2 separate regions of the Mus musculus genome follow, and region 2 is linked to region 1. A link is a contact called in public HiChIP or PLAC-seq data. All regions are on one chromosome and are shown on one strand. Each heading gives the region's core, a stretch centred on a gene start, on an enhancer-like site or on the middle of the called end of the contact. The rest is flanking DNA. Distances are from core to core; before and after follow the strand shown.

What was found. HiChIP or PLAC-seq counts read pairs in DNA pulled down with a chosen protein or histone mark.
Region 2: a contact with region 1 is called in an H3K27ac HiChIP or PLAC-seq map of acute myeloid leukemia, with 5 times the contacts expected there. The contact joins two enhancer-like sites. A contact is called at or near these places in 2 of 39 promoter capture datasets (cranial neural crest and epiblast stem cells) and 7 of 115 datasets of contacts at active chromatin or transcription factors (acute myeloid leukemia, astrocytes, bone marrow-derived dendritic cells and 4 more).

What each region holds. Positions count from the first base shown.
Region 1 is chr4:118,646,492-118,653,038 of GRCm38.p6, reverse strand. No RefSeq gene overlaps it. Among named protein-coding and RNA genes, the nearest start is that of Gm12853, 13 kb to the right of the region's middle. Within about 2 kb of position 2,833, at least 2 of the 459 cell types and tissues checked have an H3K27ac peak or open chromatin away from gene starts, as enhancers often do. A contact at or near this core is called in acute myeloid leukemia, where this site is marked.
Region 2 is chr4:119,122,062-119,128,506 of GRCm38.p6, reverse strand. The region is part of intron 2 of Slc2a1 (solute carrier family 2 (facilitated glucose transporter), member 1); the gene reads right to left. Among named protein-coding and RNA genes, the nearest start is that of Gm12867, 6.9 kb to the left of the region's middle. Within about 2 kb of position 2,331, at least 233 of the 459 cell types and tissues checked have an H3K27ac peak or open chromatin away from gene starts, as enhancers often do. A contact at or near this core is called in acute myeloid leukemia, where this site is marked.

The sequences.
Region 1 (6,547 bases), core at 1,584-4,083:
AAAAAACTACAAGGCTAGGAGAGGTTTCTATGGATAAAGTACTTGACATACAAATGGGAGGAACAGAATTCCTAGAAGCCAGTAAAAAGCTAGGCAGGCATCGTGGCCACCTATAATCCTAGCACTCAGGAGCCAAAGACAAGATTCGTGAGAGAAGCTGGCTCTCTAGACTAGCCAGAACTGGTGAGTTCTGAGTTCAGCAAGAAATAAAGTGAAGAGCCAAAGAGGGAGACACCCAACATCAGCTTTAGCCTCCACACATGCACTTGTACCAGCACACATGTTAGCCTACACATATAAACATGCACACACACACACACATGCCACACATACACACAAAACATATGTACTATGAAGCTATAACAATCCAAACCACCATGCTATTGGCATGAAAGCAGGCATGTAGACCAATTGTCTTCAATAAGCAGCCTAAGTCCTGCCATCATCTCCAGACTTTAATAGCATGCTAGGAGCAAGCATTGGCTAAAGGGTGATCCTCTAGTAAACGGTACTAGAAGCTGGATTTCCACACGCAGGTGAAGGAGACCTGGCTTCCATCTTGCACTGAGCAGACCTGGTGGCTGCCCATAGTCCCAGCACTAAGACCTAAAAACCCTGGAGTTGCTACAAAAAAGAACAGGGGAAGCACTTCAGGACCCGGGAAAGGGTGATGCTTTTTTTGGGTAACGCTGTAAAAGAATGGAAGCAAAAGCAGGCGAATGAGGACTAGAGAGAAGGCTTAGTAGACAAAAGTGCTTGTCACGGGAACCCAAAGACCTGAGTTTGATTCCTGGAACTTATGGTAGAAGGAAAGAACTGACTTGAAAATTGTACTCTGAGCTCCACATATATGGCATGGCATGTACACACTCATATTCACACACACACACCACAATAACAGTAATAATAAAATGATAAAAAGTAAAACAAGCAGACCAGTGGGATTCCTCCAAAGTAAAGAGCTTTTGTCCAGCAAAGGACACAGTCATTAGTCATTAGTCATTAGCCATTTGTCATTAGTCATTAGCCATTAGCCATTAGCCATTAGCCATTAGTCATTAGTCATTAGCCATTTGTCATTAGTCATTAGTGAGATGGGAGCTCAATATCACACATCATGTCATCATGACTGGAAGCTAACTCAAACAACTCAAAAGTAAAACTTAAAATAGGTGATAAATGAGTCTAAATGGACATTTTTAAAGGAAGATGTATAAATGGCTGTATTAGTCAGGATTCTCTGGAGTCAGAGAACTTATGGAATGTCTCTCTATATTGAGGGAATTTATTGTGATGACTTACAGTCTGTAGTCCAACTAACCCAACAATGAGCAGCTGTGAATGGGAAGTCCAAGTATCTAGCAGTTGCTCAGTCCCACAAGGCTAGTTGCTTAAGCTGGTCTTCTGTAGAAGTCGGTTCCAACAGATGCGCTGGCAAGTAAGTGCAAGCAGGCAAAGAAGAGTGAGTGAATCTTCCTTCTTCCAATGTCCCTCTGTAGGTATCCAGCAGAAGATGTGGCCAAGATTAAAGGTGTGTGTCACCACACCTGGATCTGGGACTTGCTTTGTCCCAGGCTTTGTCCCAGGCTAACTATGGAGTCAAAGATCTCCTTGCCTCAGTCTCCTGGAATTAAAGGTGTGACTATCTTGCCTGGGTCTAAGCTTTTCAAGATCTCCATGCTAATATCCAGTTCAGAAACTTGCGTCTTCCAGTCTCAAGATCTGGACTATAGGTGTACCTTCCAATTCTGGTTGTAGTTCATTCCAGATAGAGGCAAGTTGACAGCCAGGAACAGTCATTACAATGGCCTAGAGTCATTTTTAAAATGCTTGAAACCTCTCACTCTTCATCAGGGAGATGCAAATCAAAACCACAGTTTGATATCACCTCACCTCAGTAAGAATGAATGCTATCACAGGACTACAGACACACACCCTGATGAGAATCTAGAGGACAGGGAACTCCTTCACACTACTGATGGGATTGGAAAGTTAGGGCAGCCACTGTAGTCAAGAGTATTGAGACCCCTCCACAAGTTCAGAATACAGGTATCATATGATCAGTCAACCCCTCTACTGGATATATAACAAATGGAAATAAAAAACACTATGTACTTCAATGATGACTGTAGAGCTGTTCACAGTTGCCAAGAATCCACAAGCAACCTAAGTGTCTATCAACTAGTGGACAAATGGGGGTGGGGGAACCATGTTTTCTATGCATTATGCAACATCAGTGTCATAAAAAGGATGAAATCTATCATTTGTGTCAAAATGAATAGAACTAATGAAATGAAGAAAATATACCAGGCAGAGAAAGACAAGTGTGTGCATGAATTGGCTCACATGTGCAGTCCTGGGAAGGTAACCATGGAGGCAGGAAGAGGAATTCTGTTACAAAGCTGAGAGTAGAAGATAGGGGAGTCTGGGGTACAGCTGGCCAGTGAATACAATGTTACAGTCAAATGCAATTTAGATGCTTTGGGTGGTGTTGCATCATTGAGTAACCACTCTATAGAGAACAGCTGCGCCCTGTGTGCCTCAGCCCTCTAGCAGGAACATATTGAAAGTTCACCCTGAAGAAATAACAGATGAGGAGGAGGTAAACATGTTTAACCTGATTTAAGTATTTCAAAGTAGATACATAGTATCAAAACAACACATGACACCCATTTTTATGTACAATTCTTATGCATTTGTGCATGAGTTAAAATTACACGGCACTTCAAAATGACAGTTAAATGAAATGCTTCTGAATTGAGATGACAGGACAAGGAGTGATGAAATTGTGCTACTGAGGTTCTCTCCTGGAAATAAGTGCAACTTCTTGGTTTCCATTGCCACAGATCAGCAGCTGGGTGGGTGTTTCTCTGTATATCAGGGAGACAAAGGAACCACCAACCAAAGAATGAGCATGAGCTGGACCTACAATCCCCCCTTCGGCCCCCCACCTCCACTCCCCTCACACACACACACACACACACACACACACACACAGACACACACACACACACACACACACACACACACACACACCGTCCTGCACATATGGAGCAGATGTGCGGAGCAGGAGCAGTCCCTGACTCTGTGGCCTGCCTGTGGATCCTGTTCCCCTAACTGGGCTGCCTTGTCTGACCTCAGTGGGAGAAGATGTGCCTAATTCGGCAGTGACTTGATGTGTCAAAGTAGGTTGGCACCCAGGGGAGAGACTCACCCTTCTCAGAGGAGAAGGGGAGGGGAATAAGGGGGAAAGTAGCATTAAGGGGAGGGGGAGGGAGGGACTTGGCAGAGAGGGGGGCTAATATTGGGATGTAAAGTAAATGAATACATTAATGAAAAAATAACTGTGGCTGGTGAGATGGCTCAGTGGGTAAGAGCACTGACTGCTCTTCCAAAGGTTCTGAGTTCAAATTCCAGCAACCACATGGTGGCTCACAACCATCCCTAATGACATCTGATGCCCTCTCCTGGTGTGTCTGAAGACAGCTACAATGTAACAGTGTACTTATTCATAATAATAAATAAATCTTTGGGCCGGAGCGAGCGGGGTTGACCAGAGCAAGCAGAAGTCCTAAATTCAATTCCCAACAACCACGTGAAGGCTCGCAACCATCTGTACAGCTACAGTGTACTCATATACATTAAATAAATAAATAAATCTTTAAAAAAGAAAGAGAGGAGGGGAAGGAAGGAAGGGAGGAAGGAAGGAAGGAAGGAAGGAAGGAAGGAAGGAAGGAAGGAAGGAAGGAAGATCCACAACAGCTAGAAGACCTTAAAACTAAGGGAAGGCACCACATATACAGCCCAACAGGAGGCACAGAAAAGTAACAATCCATTGTTAATATCTGTCTTGAAAGACAAGGAGAATATCAGTGTATAGGCTAGAGGCTGGAGGAACAGCCTGCTGTGTCAAGCTCTGTGGATTTCATCATGGTTCAGTTACCAGCACATGTTCACAGGCACATACATACATACATACGTACACACACACACACACATACAAAGTAGCATGTAATCAAGTAAAACATATGCTTAGAAGATTTAAAACCATTTACATTACCCTTGGAATTAAATCAATATGGAAATTATAAACTATATAGCAACAAATAATAAACAAAAGACCTAGTCTATATCCAAAAGAGGTAGAATATAGCCAAAGATATACATTTACTTGAAAACAACACTTTTAGTAAAATTAATGCTGCAAGCTTCAACTTAATAAAAATTACATAAAACCATTGAAGACATGTCTCAGCAGTTAAGAGCACTGGCTGCTCTTGCAGGGGACCCCTGTTCAATCCCCAGTACCCACAGGGCAGCTCACAACGGTCTGTAGCTCCAGCCTCAGGGGAGTTTATGTCCTCCTCTGACCTCCTTGGGCACTGTGCATTGGTGAAGTGCAGACAAGAATTCATTCATAGACATAAGATAATAAAATAAATAAATCTTTTAAAACTATGTGAAAGCAATTAAATAGATAACAAGCAAAATAAAAACAATAAGAGTAAGTGCATAAATTAATGAAACATTAGAAAGGGTTAGATGTTGTTGTTGTTGTTGTTGTTGTTGTTGTTTTTTAACACCAGTATATCCAAAGGTATAAGCAATTGGCAAGTAATACATTCCAGGGAGGGGAAAATGACAGAGACTAGGGACACTTGTCATTTTGAGAAACTACTATATAAATTTTAAATCAGAAATTTTGAACATATAGATAAAATGCATGATTTTTCAAAAAAGAAAATTTAACTGGACAAATTTTCCCAAGATGTTAAAAGCCAAAGTCAGTGGAGAAGAGACTAAAGAGTCAGCCAGGCGCCCACATTTCAAAAAAGCCCTAGAAGTGAAGCAGGGTCAGGCAGAGGCTCTCCAGAGCAGGGGCAGAAACACAATTTTCAAGTCAGCCTGCACCGCACGGTGAGACGCTCCTTAAAACTTAATCTGTGCTGGGAGTGGTGCTTCACACCCTTAATCCCAGCACTAAGGGAGGCAGACAGAGGCAGATCTCTGTGAGTTTGCCGCCAGCCTGGTCTACATAGTTTCCGGCCAACCAGGGCTACATAGTTAGTTAAGAGCTTGTCTGGGAAAACCATGCCACAGTGGGAGCAGGGGCTGTCTCTGACTCTGTTGCCTTTGGAACCCTTTGCCCTACCACACTTCCTTGTTGAGCCTCCATAGGCGAAGATGCATCTAATCTTACTGCAACTTTATAGGCCAAGGTGGGTTGAGGTCCAAGGGAGCCCTCCCCTTCTCTGAGGAGAAAGACAGGAGTGGATGGGGATGGAGGGGATGTGGGGGAATACTGAGAGAAGAGAAAAGAGGGGAAACTGCAGTTAGAATATTAAGTTAATTAATTAATTAATTATAAAAATATTTCATTGTGAAAAACAAACCAAAACATTAATTAATTAACTAATTAATTAATTAATTAATTGTGGGACAATGGACCTTACCAGGAAACCTGGTAAGGCAGAGAAGGTCTAAGTCCCTGGCACGTGGACATCCACCTAAGACTGTAGGCAGCTCCCTGTTCCCTGCCAGATTCCTGGCCTACAACATGTGTCCATACTCCCCATGTAGCTCACGTAGCCCAAAACAGAGTGTTCCATGCTAATGAGGTACCTAGAGACCTTGAGGGTTTAACCAATAGGCTTCCCTTCCTGGACATTCCAACCTATAAAAGGTATTAACCTCTGGCCCACCCTGAGAAGTTGGAATGGATCCATTTTCCATGATGAACACTCAATAAACAGAATGATAAACATGGACGGCCTCTTTCATCGAGAGCCGCTGTGGGGAGCATGGAGATGGCCTTTGCCTACGGAGCCGCAGCCTAAGTCTCCTGTAGAAGGCCTCTCTATGTGCTTCCAGACAACCACTGCCAAGCTAAGGACAATCACTGATAAACGAAGCCGGAGCTCTCATCTCCCCCAGCCCCGGGCTAGGTGCCATCCTCAGCCCACAGGACCCCAATGGTCCCAGCCTCGTCTCAGGCCCATGGACCCCAACACTTCGTTCCCGACTTCTCTGTGCAGTTTTCTAGTGACTAGATTCCCGGGAGTCAGAGAACCCCATCTTCCTCCACCCCATCTCAGACTACGTTTCCCCACCCCCTGAGCAGTGTCTCTGTGCTTCCCTAGAGCCCAGCACCTGACCGTGGCAGCGTGGGATAACCACAGTCAAGCTCCCCACTTTCTGCCTCCCCAACGGAGTGTCCCCCACTCCAATGGTGGGGCGGAATCTGGACACAATTAATCATAATAAAATGAGTCTTAGGGCTCAGATAAGGAACAAGTTTTCCCACACTAACCAACTAGTCCAGAACACGGGAAAGATAGCTGCTGATGCTTTTCTGGCATAAGGTTGGTATAACTGGGCAAAGATACCACAAAACATGAAGGTTTAAGGCCAACTTTCTCTCACAAATACCAGATCCAGGGCCTAGAGAGATGGTCTAGTGATTAAGAGAATGTTTTTCTCTTACAATGAACCCGTTCCGTTTCCAGCTGCCACATCAGGTGGCCTAGTAATTCCAGCTCCAGGGGAT
Region 2 (6,445 bases), core at 1,082-3,581, 480 kb before region 1:
ATGAGGCTCCAAGCTCACACTGGCTCAGGGAAGACAGAGCAGCCCCAGAGAATCCAGAGAATTCTCTATGGGGGAAAAGTTCTAGGGCCACCTGTTCCATCCAGCTACTGCCCTCAGTGTCCATCTGGGAGAAAGGTGTCCTGCAGGGACAGAATGCCTGCTGACTACTCCCCTCATAGGATCCCAGCGGTAGCTGCCTGTCCTACCCCTTGTGCCAATCACAAGCCCAAATGTTATCCCTGACGCTGCCACTGTGCCCAACCCAAACGTCCCAGGTCTGCTGAATGTGCCTTCCCACCAGTCTCCTGTGCTGTGTGGCATCTGTCCTAGGTCCCTCCTGTGTTCTGTGTTCTGTTGCAGTCTTTCACCCCCAAAGCAATGCCTTTACATGGGTAATGAACTAGCACAGTCCTCCACTCTTCCTTGTAGGGAACATCTGAAGCAAACTGACCTAGACCAGTTAGAGGCGACAGTCTGGGTTCAACAGGCCTCCTGGGAAGGGCTGGAGCCACACATGGCTCGCACTTGCTTTTCAGAGAATCCTTTTACAGTGTAGAACCACTGGGCTGGAGCTGTGATGCAACCTGACATCTCTTGCAGATTCTGTTCCCAGCACCCAATGGCAGCTCACAGCCACCTGCAATCCCAAGTCTAGGGACCTCATGCTCTTTTTGAGCCTCCATGAGCACGTGGTGCCGACATGTATGCAGGCAAAACGCCCTCCAAATGTAAAATAACAAAACAAAAATAAAACGTGAAACCATTTCTTCCTGGGTTCATGCTGATGAGATAGGGAAAGAGCTAATCAGTTGAAAGATCTGTTGTGGAGTTGGCCTGTCACGAGGGCTGACATCTTAGAGATGCTCTGTTAGTGCAGAGGGTACTCGGGCTTCCTTGACCACACTCATGGGAAGTGCGTTGGCTCTGTGCAGCTGAGGTCCCTGGGCTGGGACAGCTTGCAAAAAAGAGCTACTCCACACTACCTGTTCCCTTAGTGAGGCGGGGGACCTGCACATGCCCAAGAGCTTCTTGGAAATCCTAAGACCCAGGCAACTGTGTGTGCGATGCCTGCTCTCTACAGAGGAAGTGAGCACTTCCTCTCTGTGGTGGCAGGGTGGTGTCTGTAAAGGGATGTGAGGCAGAACACGTAGCCTGCTCACAGAATAAGGCGTTATTGATGCCATTTGTGCTCCCCAGGAGAGAAGCCACCTTTCAGAGAGAAGCAAGAGGGAGGGGATCTAAGGTGTGACCTAAGGTGTGACCACTTAGCACACCAGGACCTCTGCTCAAGCCTCAGAGCAGCAAAAACAATCAAAATTAAAAACAAAAACCAAAAACCCTAAACCACAGGGGAGCACTGAGATAGGGTTCCCGGCTTACATTGCCAGGGGCTATGTAAGCTATATGGGGCAAGAAGAACCTGAGGGAACTAGGGCTTGACTCAGAAACCCTAAGGTTCTGTGGCCCCCGAGAGCAGAAGCCCTGGGCTCTTGGGTTTTTGATAAGTGGCTCCCCCACCTCAGGAAGGGTGAGTGACCCAGAGCCATGTGAGGAAACATTCATAGGAAGGCTAAGTCTGAAGCCACATACAGCCTCTGTCACTTGCTTTTCTTTCAACCCTTTCAACATGTGAAAGGCTTACAGGCCACATGGGGTGCTGGCTAGCCTGGCCACCCTGCTGAACTGACCCAGGATTTGAGACTGCGGCAGAGCTGTGTTTGGGGACCTCTGGCTCCTCCCAGTACCTATCCTTGGATATTCTGCTTCCGGGCCTGAATCTTCTCTCCCATCCCAGAGTGATCCCCTCAGCTCTTCCCCCATGTTCTGTGGGGATATGGCCCTTCTTATAGGCCCACCATCTTCCCTCTCTCTTACAAGGAGGAAAGGGTCAAATTGTCCAGCTGTCTCTCAGTCTGGTCTTGACCCGTACTCCCAGCCTCTCATCTTTGCTAGGCCCCTGAACCTCTTTCCCTCAGCTCAGCCCAGAGCTCAGATGTCTCTATAACAGTGCAACCACACCTGAGAGTCAGCTATGAACCCAGGGCCAGATGTTGCAGGTGGGGCTGGACAGTCCCACCCGCTGCATCTCCAGAGCCCCCTCTGAAACCTAAAGGAAGAGGCTCAGGTTAAAGCTGAGAGCAGCAGCAGCAGTGAAGGATGCTTCAGAGTCTAGAATTGGTCTTCTTCCTCACCAAGGACAGGCCTCTCTGCCCTGGCTAGTGGGTCCCTTCCCTGCTCTACAGCCTGGAGGGGCTTCTCACACAGACACAGAGAGAGCTTCACCTCACTGTGGCAGCCCAGCAGCCAGGGCCACCTCAGCCCTCAGGATGAAGAGTTTCTTCAGCAGCACTCTGACTCATATCCTCTGGGCAGACAGTAACACCCACATCTCAGACTGCTCTTTCCTTCTATTTGATCACCTTTCAGGGAATGCAGTTCCCCTCTGGGAAGTTCCCCTGGCCAGCACCCCTCCTCCATCAAAGTATGTCTACAGTGCCTGCGGTCACACTGGCTGCTGGCATCCTACTACTGAATACAGGACAGCCCATCACAATAAATACCAAAGGGCTGTCCAGTGCAAAGTACCCGTGGTGCTAAGGTTGAAAAACATCATTAGGGCCAACTGCCACCTCTGCCCTACTGTGCCCGTCCATGTTTCTATTGCGGTCTTTGAACAGCTGACTAGAAGACACTATGATCAAGAGCAGACTTCAACATGGTCTGATTTGAGTGTCACTGCTGCTGGGTGCAGGGAACAAGGGGGGGCTTGCAATGACGGGCTGTGACGGCGTGAGGAATTGCGTAACTATTGTGTGGGAAGTTCTTGAGATAGATCTGTACATGACCGGACTTGACTCAGCTCTGAGCTCAGCACAGTGGGAGTGGGCCAGCAGTGCAACAAGTGTGAGCAAGGGTCCAGGGACAGAAGTAGGGGAAGAAAGAAAGGAGAGGGAGAGGGAAGGAGAGGGAGAGGCAGGGAGAGGGAAGGACACGAGGGAGAGGGAGGGGAAGGGGGACAGTAAGAGGGAGAGAGAGGGGAAGAAGAGAAAGAGAAAGAGAAAATCCACCCCCATTGCTCAGTGCCTGTCTCCCAAAGGTTGAGCACAGAGCATACAACAGAACCAGACCCCCTGGATTTAAACTCCAGCTCTGCTCTGTGCTAGCTGTGTGTCCTTGGTGTAGTTTCATCACATCTCTGTGCTTCTTTCTTACAAAATGGAGGTTATGGGGCCTACTTAGCGAGGTTATCATGAGAACAACTGAAGGACCACCTTTAAGGCACTTAGAATACCTAGAGGAGAAAAAGAAAGCTGTAAGGGTTTGTGTGGTGGACAGCACTATGGCTGTTGGCATCCCCAGAGAGATAAGAGGCTGGTCTCGAGCTTAGAGTAGCTCAGCCCCAGAGGTGCTGGGCTAGGGGTGGGAGGCAGGTTCTCAACTGAGGTTATTTCTGTCACTGGCCAGGCCAGGTCACTTAGGGCAAGGCCTCACTTCCTCTGCACACCAGGATCCTCCCTTGTCAAATAAGAAGGGCTGAGCTAACATCAGGCTCCTCCCAGCAGCCTCTGGGTTCCAGAAATGCCTTTCTCCAGGGTGCTTGGTCCTACCCCTCATCAAGTGTAGGTCAGCCCAGGGTGGTATTTGGGTGTCACTGTCACTTGCTGCCTCCCAGTGGCCAGGCTCCCCTATTCCTCCCCTCCCACCCCAGCTCAGCCCTTCACTTGCCAGCCAACCTTGCTTTCCTCAGCCACGAAAGAAAGACAGTCTAGTCTGTGTGCCAGGTTTACAAGGTGCAGGGAGAGGAGGTAATTTGAGGGCAGGTGCAATATAAACATTTAAGATAATATCATGATTAATTACCGCTTCCGGCAGAAGCCTTTCAGGCCTGTTTTATGGCAAAGAACAAATTCCCAGTGAATGTCTTCTCACTGTGGGCAAAGCTGCTTTGAGAGATGGGCCACCTAGCCTCACTCCCTCAGAGAAGTACTCAGAACAGACAAAAGTACCCAGTGTGGATAGACAGAGTCCACATCAGAGAGCCCCTTCCATGACACTTTTTGCCTAGGCATCTGACCTCCTTGCTGCGGGATCACTCTCCCCCTCCAGGTATGAATGGGCTGCCAAATCCTCATGTCTTTCTGCTGCTGCCCTCCCCTAACCCTCTGCTCTTTTCAAATCGGTTCGACCGGCTGGGGAACACAAATATTTGTAAGAGAACTGCATCTGTACTGACCACGGACAAACTGTTTTGTCTTTAATCCCTAAACAATGCAGCAAGTCCAGCAACTTCTGACCACAGGGCTTCCCTGGTCTCTGATGCAGGTGATGTGGGAAGACACAGTGTGAGGAGGGCTGTGCACGGGCTCGGGCAGCGCTGTGCTACATTCCCTGTGAGGTCTTGACTGTCCAGATTTCAGTACACATGGGGGATGTGAGGGTCCTGAACCGACCCATCACAGATTCCCACCCACTCTCCTCCTAGAAGTCTCCCCCACCATCCCCTCTAGATGGGGTGACCTTAGGAGACTGTGTTGAGTTCGCAGCCCTATCTCCTTGCTGCAGAGGGCGGGGTCTGACAGGCGGGATGCTGGGTAAGTAAGTGCTTGTTGGTTGCCAATGCTGGCAGAATTGAATGGCGCCTTCCTTGGGCAATGGGTCCACTCTGCACTATACTAGCTGGGTCGCATGTCCATGTCCTACCCTTGCTACTTTCATCCTCTCCTCATGATAAATGGAAAAACCCAGCCAGGCTTGTGAGAAGTGTCTGCAAAGCGCAGAAATGGACAGACTAACACCGCTGCGTTTGGCTCAGGAATGTCACTCCATCACGGTCATTCTCAAGTCTGGCTCCTGTCCTTTTGGACAGGTCTCTTATGAGTATTGAGAGAATGGCTGCTCTCATACATGCAACTCACTCGTTTACCTGTCCTCAGACACAGCGAGCAGCAGGTCTGGCCACCTTCACCCCAGCACTGGCCTCCCACCGTTTCTTACTAGCTAGGAAGTCTCCACATCAGACAAACCCATTCCAGCTTTGCTTGCCCCCACCTCCTACCCCCCAGTCTCCCAGGCTCCTGCCCAACAGCTGCCTCCTAAGGACTGCCTAACCTACCTCCTTAGCTTTCTCCTCTCCTCTACTGATGCCTTACAACATGTTTCTAAAAGGAATCTGGAATGATAATAATAATATAAAAAATCCCAACACAAACAGCAACCTTAGGCAAGCCATCCAGCCATTAGGACTTCTCTCTTCTCTACCTACCAAGTCTACTCTCTCTCCCTTCCTCTCTTCAAACTAATGCAAGGAGACATCTTCACACACTGCACATCTAACTGCTCTTTGCAGCCACAAAGCCACCACTGCTATTTCAGCAGTCCAGTTTAGACTGGGTCTCTGCTCCTTTACTGGAGTGTGAGCCTATTACTATGACAAGCACTGCCCTTACAAGGACAGTGGAGAACAAGCTTGACAAAGACCCTCATCCTTCAAGACCTCAGATCTTCCCTCCACCTTGTGAAGTTGCCGTTTCTGGGTCCTATATTCTATACTAGCATTTTGGAAACAGGGTCTTATGTAGACCACACTGGCCTCAGACTTGCTATGTAGCCAAGGTCTTATGTAGAACTCTGGAGCCTCCTGCCTCCACTTCTTACATCTCCACGGGGATTCTAGGTGTACAGCACCATGCCCTGCACTCCTGTTTGGTTTTAGATGTCAGCTTCTCTTCCTAGGGTCCTTTCCATCTGTCACTGGGGATGTCCAAGAGCTGACCTTTGCTCTCTTTACATCACAGATCTTCCCCCATGCCCACCCAGATAGCAGTGACCATCATTCACTCACTCTTCAGCCTGTGAACAAGAAACCACTCAGATCCTCGAGGTGGCCAACAACCTCGTGCCTATAAACTAATTCCTGATACCTTACACCTACAGACTAACTAACTCCTGCCGCCTTGCACCTACTAGCTGCTCCCCTGAACCAGACATGTAAAAGCCATTTTTGAACCCTTTTCCCTCATGTCCCCATACTGAACTTTGACTAAATTACACTTATTTGTGTATGGGGGAGGATACATGTGTATTCTGGCATGTATGTGGTGATCAGAGGACAACTTGTAGGGATCTCTGTTCTTGTCTTCTGCCATGTGGGTCCTGGGAACTAAACTCAGGTTGTCAGGCTTGGTGGCAGGCACCTCAGATTCTGGTCCATCTCTCCAGCAGGCAGCATTTGTTCTTATGGCATTAGTCTGAGTGTCTGACCCCAGCTTACACTCTCAGATCCATCTACTCCAGGTGCATTAATATTTCCAAAGATGCAGATCTGACCAGATCTAACCTCCTCCACAGGCTCAAAGGTCCTCATGATACCCCCTCCCCCCACCTACCCATCTGGCTATGCCAGGACAAGATAGGGGCTGGCTATGCTGTAGATCCAAGATGCTCA